Regions from separate parts of the Pan troglodytes genome. Here region 1 is linked to region 2. The links are chromatin contacts, called in public Hi-C maps. All regions are on one chromosome and are shown on one strand. Each heading gives the region's core, a stretch centred on a gene start, on an enhancer-like site or on the middle of the called end of the contact. The rest is flanking DNA. Distances are from core to core; before and after follow the strand shown.

Region 1 (6,265 bases), core at 1,679-4,178, 210 kb before region 2:
AACAAGCTTTTAATCTTCATGACTAACCAGCAGGATATTTTGTAAGTTGTACAGGACTTGGGACAATTCCTCACTGTGTGGGGTTATTACGGGCATTGCATCCTGAGCCCCCTACTCACTAACTATCAGTAACACTCAAGTGAATTTCTAAAATACTCTCAGTAAAAACCACTGCCCTATACAATGGCAGGATTGGGACATATGGCCAGAGATAGGTAGTGACCTCTCTTTCAAGAGGCTTCACAGGTTAGCACTCATTACCTTGTGAATTTAACACAGTTTGGGGTCTGGCCTAAACCTCTGTAAGCTTATAAATAATTCTAACAGCACATGGAAAGAGGTTCCATTTTTTAGAAGCAGAATCATTGTAAATGATATATATATATAATCACAAAGTCAATTAATTGATTTACAAAGCAAATTTATCACAGTGACTGGCATGTTTATGGCCCATGGGAGTGGCATAAATGTATGGGAAATCAAGTTATAATCAGATCTCCTGGTGAGTAAGGACTCAGATATAATATTTGTATTTTTGTAATATGTGGACTCTCATAATAATTATTTTTCAGATCTAAAATATATTCTATAAATATAAAATATTTATATTTACTATATTCAAAAATGCACTAAAAGAAAGCTGCTTTAATGAGAAAATTCACCAATTTTTAAATATTTTTTTCTAGCAACTAAGACTTCAAAAATGATTAATCTAAGTTCATTCAGGAAAAAATAGATAACCTACATACCCTATATCCATTAAAGACATTGAAATTAGTAATTAAAAACCTCCCCACAGGCCGGGTGCGGTGGCTGACGCCTGTAATCCTAGCACTTTGGGAGGCTGAGGTGGGTGGATCACATGAGGCCAGGAGTTCGAGACCAGCCTGGCCAACATGGAGAAACCCCGGCTCTACTAAAAATACAAAAATTAGCCAGGTGTGGTGGCAGGCGCCTATAATCCAAGCTACTCAGGAGGCTGAGGCAGGAGAATCGCTTGAACCCGGGAGGCAAAGGTTGCAGTGCCGAGACTGTGCCACTGCACTCCAGCCTGGGCGACAGAGTGAGGCTCTGTCTCAAAACAAAACAAAACAAAACCTTCTCACCAAGAAAATTTCAGGCCCAAATGCCTTCCTTGGCAAATTCTACCAAACATTTAAGAAAGGAATAATACTAGTTCTATACAAACTCTTTCAAAAAATAGATAGGAATCCTGTACTTCCCAACTTATTCTATGAGGCCAGCATTACTCTGACACCAAAATGAAACAAAGACATTACAGAAAAAGAAAACTACAATGAACACAGGTGTAAAAATCTTTAACAATATTTAGGAAATCAAATTTAGCTTTATATAAAAAACATACATTAGTTTTCTATTACCACACACTTAGCAGCTTAAACAATACACACTTATTATTGTACAGTTCTGCAGGCTGTACAATACATTCAGCTGCTGAGGCCTGTACAAGTCTGATGCAGGTCTCACTGGGCTAATGTCAAGGTGTTGAGAGGGCTGCATTCCCTTCTGGAAGTTCCATTTCCTTGCCTTTCTAGCAAATCCATTTCCTTGCCTTTCTAGCTTCTAGAGGCTGTTTGCACTCCTTGGCTCATGTCTTTTGAGCTTCATACTAGAGTTACGAGTGGATTGCATACCAGCAATACAGTAAGAGAGTATTCTGAGTTTGTCCAGGTACTTAATTTTACCTGTAGGTTTTATACTTTGAAAAGTTTTCTTTTGCACATTAGCGTTTTTTTCTTTCAGACTGAAGAACTGCCTTTAGTATTTCTTGCAAGATGGATCTAGTGGTGGTGAATTCTCTCAGCTTTTGTTTGTCTGGGAAAGATTTTATCTCTCCTTTATATTTGAATGATAATTTTGCTGGATACAATATTCTTGGATGGCAGGCTTTTTTTGTCTCTCTTTGAGCAATCTGAAAATGCCATTCCACTCCCTCCTGGCCTGTTTAGTTTCCTTAGAGTAATCTGTTGCCACATGAATTAGAGCTACTTTACGTGTCATTTGCTTCTTTTCTCTGCTGCTTTTAGGATCCTCTCTTTGTCCTTGACCTTTGAGAGTTTGATTTTTCTATGCCTTGGAGTAGTCTTATTTGGGTCAAATCTGTTTGGTGTTCTCTGACCTTTCTGTAGCTGGATATTTCTCTTTCTCAAGTTTTGGAAAGTTTTCAGTTCTTATCCTTTTGAATCAACTTTCTACCCCTTGCTCTCGCTCCACTCTCTCTTGAACACCAACAGCAGTAATTCTTAGATTTGGTCTTTTGAGGTAATTTTTTACATATTGTAGGTGGTCTTTGTTACATTTTATTCTTATTTCTTTTTTCTTCTCTGATTGTGTATTTTCACACAGCTGGTTTTTGAGCTCATAGATTCTTTCCTCTGCTTGGCTCACTCTGCTGCTCAGAGCCTCTTAAGAGTTCTTCAGTTTGGCAAATGTATTTCTCAGTTCTAAGATTTCTGTTTGATGTTTAAAAATTATTTCAATCTCTTTGTTAGATTTCTCTGATAAATTTCTGCTTTTCTGTATTATCTTGGAGATATCTGAGTTTCCTTAAAACTGCTATTTTAAATTATTGGTCAGAAGCTAATAGTCGCCATCTCATTAGGGTCAGTCATTGGATTTTTGCTTTGTCCTTTGGGGAGACTGTGGTTCCCTGTTTGCTGTTGTTACTTGCGGGTATATGTCTATGTCTTTGCATTGAAGGATTAATTATTGATTCTAGTTTTCTCTGTCCAGCTTGTTTTGTCTTTCATTGAATACATTTGCTTAATCTTTGCAACTAGGTTGCTGCCTCCTTTTCGGCTCTAGGTGGCGCTATAAGCCCAGGTTCACTTTGGCTCTAGTAAATGGTTGCAGTGCTGCCTGTCCCAAATAGGGGAGTCACCAAAGGGATTATCCCAGGTATGTTCTACAGGCTCCTAGGCAGGAACCCCTAGTCAGCAGTGTGGGAAGACTGGCTAGGGGTTCCTGCCCATGGGAACCTGTGGAATGTACCTCCTACAGTGTGGTGCTGCTGAATAGCCACTCTGATTTGGTGTCTCATTTGGCTGAGTTACAGAGCAGAGTTTCCAGGGTTGGGGATGGTAGTCTCACCTTCTGACCTTTGTTGCAGCCTGTCCTCAGAGATATTTCTCCCTACAGGCACTCACAATGCTTCCCATGAGTTAAGGCAGGGACAGGACTCCTGCTACGGAACCCAAGAAGGTGAGGAAGCTGGTTGACCACTCAATTTCACTTTTTCCAGTGTAAAAACAGAATTGAGGGAGATTTTCCACATGCTTGGTGCTGAAAGAATGTAGGGGAGGGGACTCGCAGACGTGGAAATCTGATTCTCCAATCATATGCTCAAGGTTTTTCCACTTCTCTGTGGCCCTGGGGGCTGTCTCATCCTCATACTTGAACTCTGGGTTGTTGCTGGTGAAAATCTCAATGCTATATATTTGTTTTTGGTCTTCTATTGAGGGATTGAAGCTGGCTTGCTTCTATACTACCATTTTGAAATCCTGCATTCCTTGATTCATGCCCTCTTCCTTCACCTTCAAAGTCAGCAATGGGCGGGCACGGTAGCTCACGCCTGTAATCCCAGCACTTTGGGAGGCCTAAGGAGGCAGATCACGAGGTCAGGAGATCGAGACCATCCTGGCTAACACAGTGAAGCCCGTCTCTACTAAAAATACAAAAAAATTAGCTGGGCATGGTAGCAGGCGCCTGTAGTGCCAGCTACTTGGGAGGCTGAGGCAGGAGAATGGTGTGAACCCGGGACCTGGGAGGCAGAGCTTGCAGTGAGCCGAGATCGCGCCACTGCCCTCCAGCCTGGCGACAGAGCAAGACTCCGTCTCAGGAAAAAAAAAAAAAAAAAGTCATCGATGATGGTTGAATCCTTTTCATATCATATTACCCGACCTCCTCTTCTGCCTCCGTCTTCCACTTTTAAGGTCACCGATTGCACTGGTCCAACCAGATAATCCAGGACAATCTCCTCATCTTCAGGTCAGTTTATCAGAAACCTTAATTTGGTCTGCAATCTTAATTCCCCTTGTCATATAACATAACATATTCACAGGTTCCAGGCTTTAGGGCATGTTTGGAGGCAGGAGGGAGACGGGGGATTACTCTGCCTACCACAAACATGATGATAAAGTGATATTTATCCCAAGACTGCAATCAATTTTCAAATAGAAGAACAGAGTTAGAAGAATTATACTATCCAATTTCAAGAACTACTATAAAGCTACAGTAATCAAGATTTCATGGAACTGGAATGGAGTGCCTAGTAAAACAACCACATTTAAATGGTCATTTGCTTTTTAGCAAGGGTGCCAAACCAACCTATAGGGAAATAGTTTTTTCAAAAAAAAATAATGCTAGAGTATTCTGATATCTACGTTAAAAAAAACAAACAAAACCTTGACAAACCCTACTTCATAACACACATAAAAATTAAAGATGAATCATATTACAACTCAATAATAAAAGATAACCAAATTAAAATATTGACAAAGGATTTAAATAGACATTTCTCTAAAGAAGATACACAAAAATAGATTGTCAATAGATACACAAAAAGATGTCCCACATTAGTCATCCAAGAGGCACAAACTAAAACCATAAGAAGATACCACTTTATACCCAATAGGATTACTATATAACAAAAAAGACAGACAATTGACAAGTGGTGGTAAGGACGTGGAGAAACTGGAACACTCATAAATTGCTGGTGGGAGTGTAACATGATGCAGCTGCTTTGAAAAACAGTGTCTTAGTCTTGTTTTCTGTTGCTGTAACAGAATACCATAGGCTGGTTAATTTATATAGAAAACAAGTTTATTTAACTCATGGTTCTGGAGGCTGGGAAGTCTAAGAACATGGTGCTGGCACCAGGTGAGGGCCTTCATGTGCTGTCATAACATGACAGAGGGCATCATATGATAAGAGGGCAAGAGCAAGAGAGACTGAGAGAACTCACTTTTATAACAAAGCCACTCTCAATGTAATGAACCCATTCCTGTGACAGTGACATTAATCTATTCATGATGGCAAAACCCTCATTAATCCATTCATGAGGACAGAAGGATTCAGTTTCCAACACATGAACTTTTGGGAGATACCTTCAAACCATGGCAAACAGTTTAGCAGTTCCTCATAAAGTTAAACATAGATTTACCACATGATCCACCAATTCCACACCTAGGTATACACCCAACAGAAGTAAAAATATATGTCCACACAAAAATTGGTACCTGAATGGTCATAGCAGCATTATTCATAATAGCCCAAAAAAGGAGGAACAACCCAAATATCCATTAACTGATTAATGGATTTTTAAAAATGTATATTTTCAGCAATGTATAGCAATAAAAGGGATATTATGCATCAGCAAAAAGAAATGAAATACTGATTTATGCTACAAAATGGATGAACATCTAAAACATTATGCCAAACAAAAGAAGCCAGACACAAAAAGCCATATATTGTATGATTCCATTTTTATGAAATGTCTAGCTTAGTAAAATCCATAAGGACAAAACATAGATTACGTGATTGACAGAGGGAGGAAAGGGAGTTGGGAGCAACTGCTAAGGGGTACAGAATTTCTTGTATGTTTAATTTTTAAAATGTTCTAGAATTAGACAATGGTGATGATTGCACAACTTTGTGAATATACTAAAAACCAGTGAACTGTATACTTTAAAAGGATGAATTTCATGGTATATGAATTATATCTCAATAAAAACAATACTGTATGAGGAAAAAGAAGATAGATCAAAGACCTAAATGTAACAGCTAAAACCATAAAACTTTTATAGAAAAACAGAGAATCGGTCTTAGAATAGGTCAAAAGTTTCTTAAAACCAACAGTTTTGTTTAATATATTTATGTATAAAAATAGATAAGACCCATAATGGTGTAACAGGAAGCAAAATGATGATGTAACTTCAGAGGGGGAATAAGCAGTGGGAGAAAGTACAGCTCTGGTCAGCTGGGGAGATCTCATTGCAAGTAAGCACCCATCCTGGATGTTTTGCCATTTGGATGAGAGGTGCGTTAAAGAAAAAATCCTACATTCAGGAAAAGTCTTCCTAGTGTCACAAGAATGTAAAAAATCTGCTTCATTTAAACAGTCCAAGCCTGCCCACTCCATGTATATTTCAGAACCCAAGCAGGGATATATCTCAGCACAAAAGATGTGATTCCTCGAGACAGCATTCTAAATACTTCCCTAATTATCAAAACCCAGAGCTTCCAA
Region 2 (5,726 bases), core at 851-3,350:
CTGGAAAAGCTGGGAGTCGATAATTTTTTTAAAAAACGAAAATTCCCTACGTTCGAGTACAAATCCTTTTATATACATCTATACACTTAGGTATGCATAAAATTCCTCTGGAAGAACGGTTAACAGGCAATAGTGGTTACCTCTAGGGAGGGGACTTGATCTGCAACAGCAGCTGGGGAAAGGCTTCTAAATTTTTTTTGCCATGTTTTTTCTTGGAGAAATAAAGAAAAAAAAGTAAAATTTTTGCCATGTGTCTATATTACCTATTAAAAATTCATAATTCACTTCTAAATTTAATGCTACTAGGTTAAAATTTCTCCCAAGTTTTGCCACATTTTGAGGAAACTGAAATTGGGAACGTCGGCTTTCAGCCTTTATTGAGTGTTAGAGTGCTTATACCGCCTCCTAGTGCCAGGTACCCACGACTGCGGCTGCTCCCTGCAGCCACCGCGGGGCTCACTCTAGACCTGTTCATCTCACCAGTTCTCACCAGGTGAATACCTTAACTAGTTAACGCATTAACTAACTAAACTGTTACCTATTCGGATACTCCAATGCCTTCAAGGTGTTTTTTTTTTTAATCTAGGTACTGTGAAGAATGACTTTACCTCATGCCTCATTCTTGCTGACCCCAGATCACAGTTGGGGGTGGAGGAGCCAATGAAATAATAGATCATTTGAATAACAGTATATCCTTTCACCTTTTCATTTCTTTTTCCATTTTAAACTTGACATACTTAGAAGCAAAAGGACATTTTTACTTTCTCAGTTGTATTTCAAACACATGTCACTTTAGCAGTTAAATTTGTATTAATTCATCAGGTGTTACAGTAACTTTCTTCTCTGCATGTGTTGAAATGGAGGTTATTTGTCCACATACAGAATTTTTTTACATGCTTTTATTTGGGTAAAATTTTCTGAACTGTGTTTCAGATATTTCATTGTTCTGTAGGCTATTTACTGTCATGCTGTACATTTTTTTTTTCTTTTGAGACAGAGTTTCACTCTTTTTGCCCAGGCTGGAGTGCAATGGCGCAATCTCGGCTCACTGCAACCTCTGCCCCCAGGGTTCAAGCGATTCTCCTGCCTCAGCCTCCCGAGTAGCTGGGATTACAGGCGCCTGCCACCATGCCCGGCTAATTTTTGTATTTTTAGCAGAGACGGGGTTTCACCTTGTTGGCCAGGCTGGTCTCGAACTCCTGACTTCAGGTGATCCACCCGCCTCACCCTCCCAAAGTGCTAGGATTACTGGCATGAGCCACCGTGCAGGCCATGCTGTACATTTTTTAAAGTAATGTTTTTATTATTTTAAAATCAATGTATTCTCATTATAAAAATATTTTGGAAAATACAGTGAAACATGAAGAATAAAATAAAACAAGCCTTAATTCCGCCATCAATAGGTAACTACTGTTAACATCTCTATTCCCTCCAGTTCTTCTAATGTCTATGTTTTTATATCGTTTTCATGCTGAATTTTGAAGTCTTCAAAGTACATTTCTGCTTCCATTTATAAATGTTAAAAGTCTGTCCTTGTTAAATATTACAAACATATTCTTATTAGAAACTACTGTGTTATTAGAAACTGCAAGGCATGTTTGGGTATAGGGGTAGAAGGTCATTTTGAACATACCCGCCAATTCAGGGTTAGTATTGGACTCCTCTACTAAAGCCGCATTTGTGTCCCGTTATACTGGATGTATATCACACAGGAGATCACACTCCAGGCTGAAGATCTTCCAGGACTTCATCCCCTAATTCCATAATCTTGACGCCTTGGCCTTTGACAAATATTTGAGCATCGAATGGACTTCTCAGAGGCCTCTCTGGCAGCCTAAGTGGGCCATGGTGCATGATCCCAGGTGAGCGAGAGGACGGTCAGGGTCGGGGCAAAAGTGCAAGAGGCAAAAGGGACGCTAGGCAGGTTTGAAATCTGAGCGAGTGGCATCCTCGCTTTTTCTTATCTTACTTTTCGGTGGTTCCACCCATTTGGGTGAACAATCTGGATTACCTCCTTGGCAGGCCAGGTTCCCAACAGGAGGCGGGCCTGATGAAGGGCTGGTGGGCGTGTTCCCGCCCAAGGTCCGTGTTGGCCCGCGCGGTGGCTGGGAGGCCCTCCCCACGCCCAACTGCGGGTATAAAGAGGCAGGCTGCGGACTCGGAGCAGTTCGGGGCTGCGCAGCGGGAAGGCTCGCCTAGTCGGTCCGCATCCGTGTCGACCACCTGTCTGGACACCACGAAGATGCCACCTGTTGGGGGCAAAAAGGCCAAGAAGGTGAGTCTCCAGGGGACCCGAGGGCGCTCTCCTTCCCCTCCCACCTGCTCTGTATCTCAGCCTCTGGGAGCGCAGAGGGGCCCTCGGACCCTGCCTGGTACCCATCATCCTCCTACTCCCTCCCCTCCCTCAGCCTCAGACCAGAATGTGCTTCCAGAACTTCTCCAGCAGGACCCCAAGGCGCCTCTGAGCCTCCCCACTCCTGCCCCACGTTCAGAGCGCGCCCCCAGAGCGCCTCTGTCCCCTCCAGCCCCAGCGCAGCTTGGACCAGAGTGCGCCCCAGATCTATGTGATCCTTGCCTCTCAGACCCAAAGGCACCCTCTGAGCCCTCCCTGACGGCTGGGTGTCCCCAGAACTCCGAGCCTTCCGATATCTTCTGAATCTGGCACCCCAAGACCAGAAAACTCCCCAGAGATACTGCTCCTAGCCCCGCAGGCGCAATATCCCGTCCCCACGGAGCTCCTCCGCATCTGTGTCCGAGGCCGAGGCCGCCGCGAGCGCCCTCTGCACCCGGCGCGCCCAGAACAGGGAGGAGTGCGCGGCGCTGGCTCCGACATTTCCCGCCTGGACCTGCACCGCGGGTGTCGGGGCCGCCTCCCCGCCGGGTTCTCGTTGCACCCAAGGCCCAGGCGCTGGTTGGGTGATTGCAGATTTTCACAGGCAATTTGATGTCCGTGATGACAGAAAAATGTCATCCGAAATGTCAGCCTCGAAAACATGGTTTAAGAAAAAATGGGCAGAGTGGCTGTAAGATACTGAGGAAGGGCTGTTCATGAAATTGTAAAACCCAATTCCAGCTCCAGATGAACAAGTCCATCTCTTGGCTATCCCAGTGGCTTGTTGGGAGGGGTATTTTCAGTCCAGATGGTAGGCCTTCCTCTAATTTGCGGAACGGATGGATAGATGGACTGACTGCCGTGGAATGAGACTAGACAGGTGGGAAGAGAGAGAGAAGGATGGAGGGAGGAGAGAATAAACTTGACTTTTTGGTCAAATGCCCAGTCCCAGGCCTGGCATGACAGAGGCCCCCGGAAAATGGTAGGGAGGCAGATGGGGCCAGGCCAACTGTATCCTCTGGGCTGTAAGGACAGTGAGAAAGGTCCAGCTCTCATCCCAGTGCCTGCTGGAGAACCAGCTGAGGTATGCCCAGTTTCTAAAGGGATGGCCTCCCAAATCAAAAAGACCTCTACACAAGGAAGAAGGTCAATTCGGTTACAGATTCTAAATGCAGCATCGTGGATGCATGTTGATGGCATGAGTGGGTGTTGAGATGGCAAAGGACTATGGACTATCACCAGTCAAAGGAGGGTGAGAATTTCGCCAGTCCCTAAATGTACTAAATGAATAGTCCGCAGAGACTGGGAAGGATGATTCCTATAGATATAGATATTTTTTGTTTGTCCCCATTCTCATAGCCACGTAAGTCTAACTTATTCCCCAAACTCAAACTCAGAAAATCTAACATTTTAAAGAATTATCTTTGTAGAATTATCTAAGCAACAGATGAATGTAAGATGGAAAAAACAGTTTCCTAGTAACTTGTTTCCGTGCATATGTCAGTGTTAAAACAATATATGGACAATAACATGTCTACACATTTGAGTTTAAAATTAAAACAAATGTTACAAAGTTTGCACATGTTCATTATAAACAACGAGGGAAAGCACAAAGAACAGTGCCTGTTAAATTCTGGTGTATAATCTGCTAGTTTGTTGTTGAGGCAAATATGCACTTCTTAGACAAAATTGGGCTGATATTACATATACTGTTTTGTAATACTTTTTCACAAAACAGTATATTTTTTTCATAGCACATTCCACTTTTTAAAAAGTCTGTTTAGCTTGGGAACAGAAAATCCTGAAGTCTAGATAATTTTAAAATGCAATAGAATGTAAAAGATCGTATTTCCAGAGGTAATCACTCAATAAGTGCATGAGCCACATAGTAATTGAATCGCCACTACCCACCCTGCCACTCAGCATCAGATCCTTAGCTATGCTGCACATTAAAATGCTGTGGTACTAAAATTTGAAAACACACACGTTCAATGGGAGCTGCTAACTGCCCAAATGTCATGAATTATTTTATCCAAATAAAAGTTAGTAGCAAGTCATATCTCATTTAAGTGACCCTTGTTATGTTTTTTATGTAACTGTGCTGGCAGTAGTATATATATATTTATATATATGTATAAATATATATATTATTGTTGTTGTTAATTAGGTCATAATCAAAGTTGTAGTTTTCAGATGTGACATTTAGATACATTGCAATCATGACAAATATTTGGATTTCAAAATGACGTGTGAGCCATTTATATTTTTGTAGTGCTTTGTTATCTTATGGGCTCCCATAAGATAACAAGGCTTCAACATTATGGCTTGAAAATGTTTTGATCTGAAAGGTATATTAGGGAACACACAGCATAATCCTACCACTTTGCTTCTGTCTGGTGAAATGTCAGTTGTTTCCTCTCTCTAAGCACCAGCTGTCCAAATGGCATGGGAAGGGGCAGTGGAGGCGAAGAGAATGAAAATGAGGGAGGTTCTAAGAAGGTGGCAAGGAATTGGGATGCAAAATCCTGTGACTGCCTCTCACAGATTTCTGGAATCTTGTTATTATGTCAGCTTTTGTTTTATCCACTGTTATTGGTAGTAAATGGAACACACTGGGTAAATACGTCCCAAGTTATTCCTTTACACTATACAGTTTTTTTCAGGGCTGTCCCACCACCCCTGATCCCATTTGAAATCAAATATAGATATTATTTAAGCATAAAAGAGTCAGGAAGCCCTATGCTCCCCATCTGGAAAACCATGTATAAATTACTCCGGGACTCTGGGTCTTAATTTCTCATTTGTGAAATGAGAGAGAGATCTCAATTGAATTGAGTACTATTTATTTTTAAAGTCTATGATTCTTTGAAATTACAAAAAATCTATTAAGCTAGAGAATTACTTTGTAATTCACAAAACCCTTTCAAAATACTTAATTCCAAAGTTATCCATAGAACAACACCAGGGTGATTACTGCACAGTATTGTAAATGGAATAAGTATGGAGATTGGCCTGAAAAATCATTCAACAAATACTTTAGTTGTCTCTTCCTTGTTCTCATCATAGAGTACAGCATGTGCACACTCATAACCTGGACTGTATAGCATAGCTACTGTTGTGGAAACTGAATTTTAACACCAAAGATAGAAGTCTTTGAGTGATTTGGCCACCTTTTCAGTCTTAAAATAAAATGGCTTAATAGCATTGCTGGGCACTGTGGCACGAGCCTGTAGTTTCGGCTGCTGGGGAGGGTGAGACTGGAGGATCTTCTGAGCCCAGGAGTTCAAGTTCCTCTGGGCACATAGTGAGATGCTGTCTCTAAGAAAAAAAAAAAAAATAGTATTCTATGCCATTTCAACTTCTTTAACAATTTTTTAACCCTCTCTTTAGTTTG

Evidence for each region. A called contact is a pair of places that touch in the nucleus more often than the background predicts.
Region 1: a contact with region 2 is called in a Hi-C map of induced pluripotent stem cells, with 2.2 times the contacts expected there. The contact joins the enhancer-like site here to the promoter of DMGDH in region 2. A contact is called at or near these places in 3 of 7 Hi-C or Micro-C datasets (induced pluripotent stem cells and stem cell-derived neural progenitor cells).

The regions. Positions count from the first base shown.
Region 1 is chr4:37,146,209-37,152,473 of NHGRI_mPanTro3-v2.0_pri, reverse strand. All of the region lies in intron 5 of ARSB (arylsulfatase B), which reads right to left. Among named protein-coding and RNA genes, the nearest start is that of ARSB, 85 kb to the right of the region's middle. Within about 2 kb of position 2,928, at least 1 of the 24 cell types and tissues checked has an H3K27ac peak or open chromatin away from gene starts, as enhancers often do. A contact at or near this core is called in induced pluripotent stem cells, where this site is marked.
Region 2 is chr4:36,936,873-36,942,598 of NHGRI_mPanTro3-v2.0_pri, reverse strand. It overlaps DMGDH (dimethylglycine dehydrogenase), which reads right to left and starts at 2,100. Exons shown (of 18, transcript XM_063811138.1): 1 at 2,012-2,100. It overlaps BHMT (betaine--homocysteine S-methyltransferase), which reads left to right and starts at 2,051. Exons shown (of 8, transcript XM_517686.8): 1 at 2,051-2,275. The coding sequence starts at 2,051.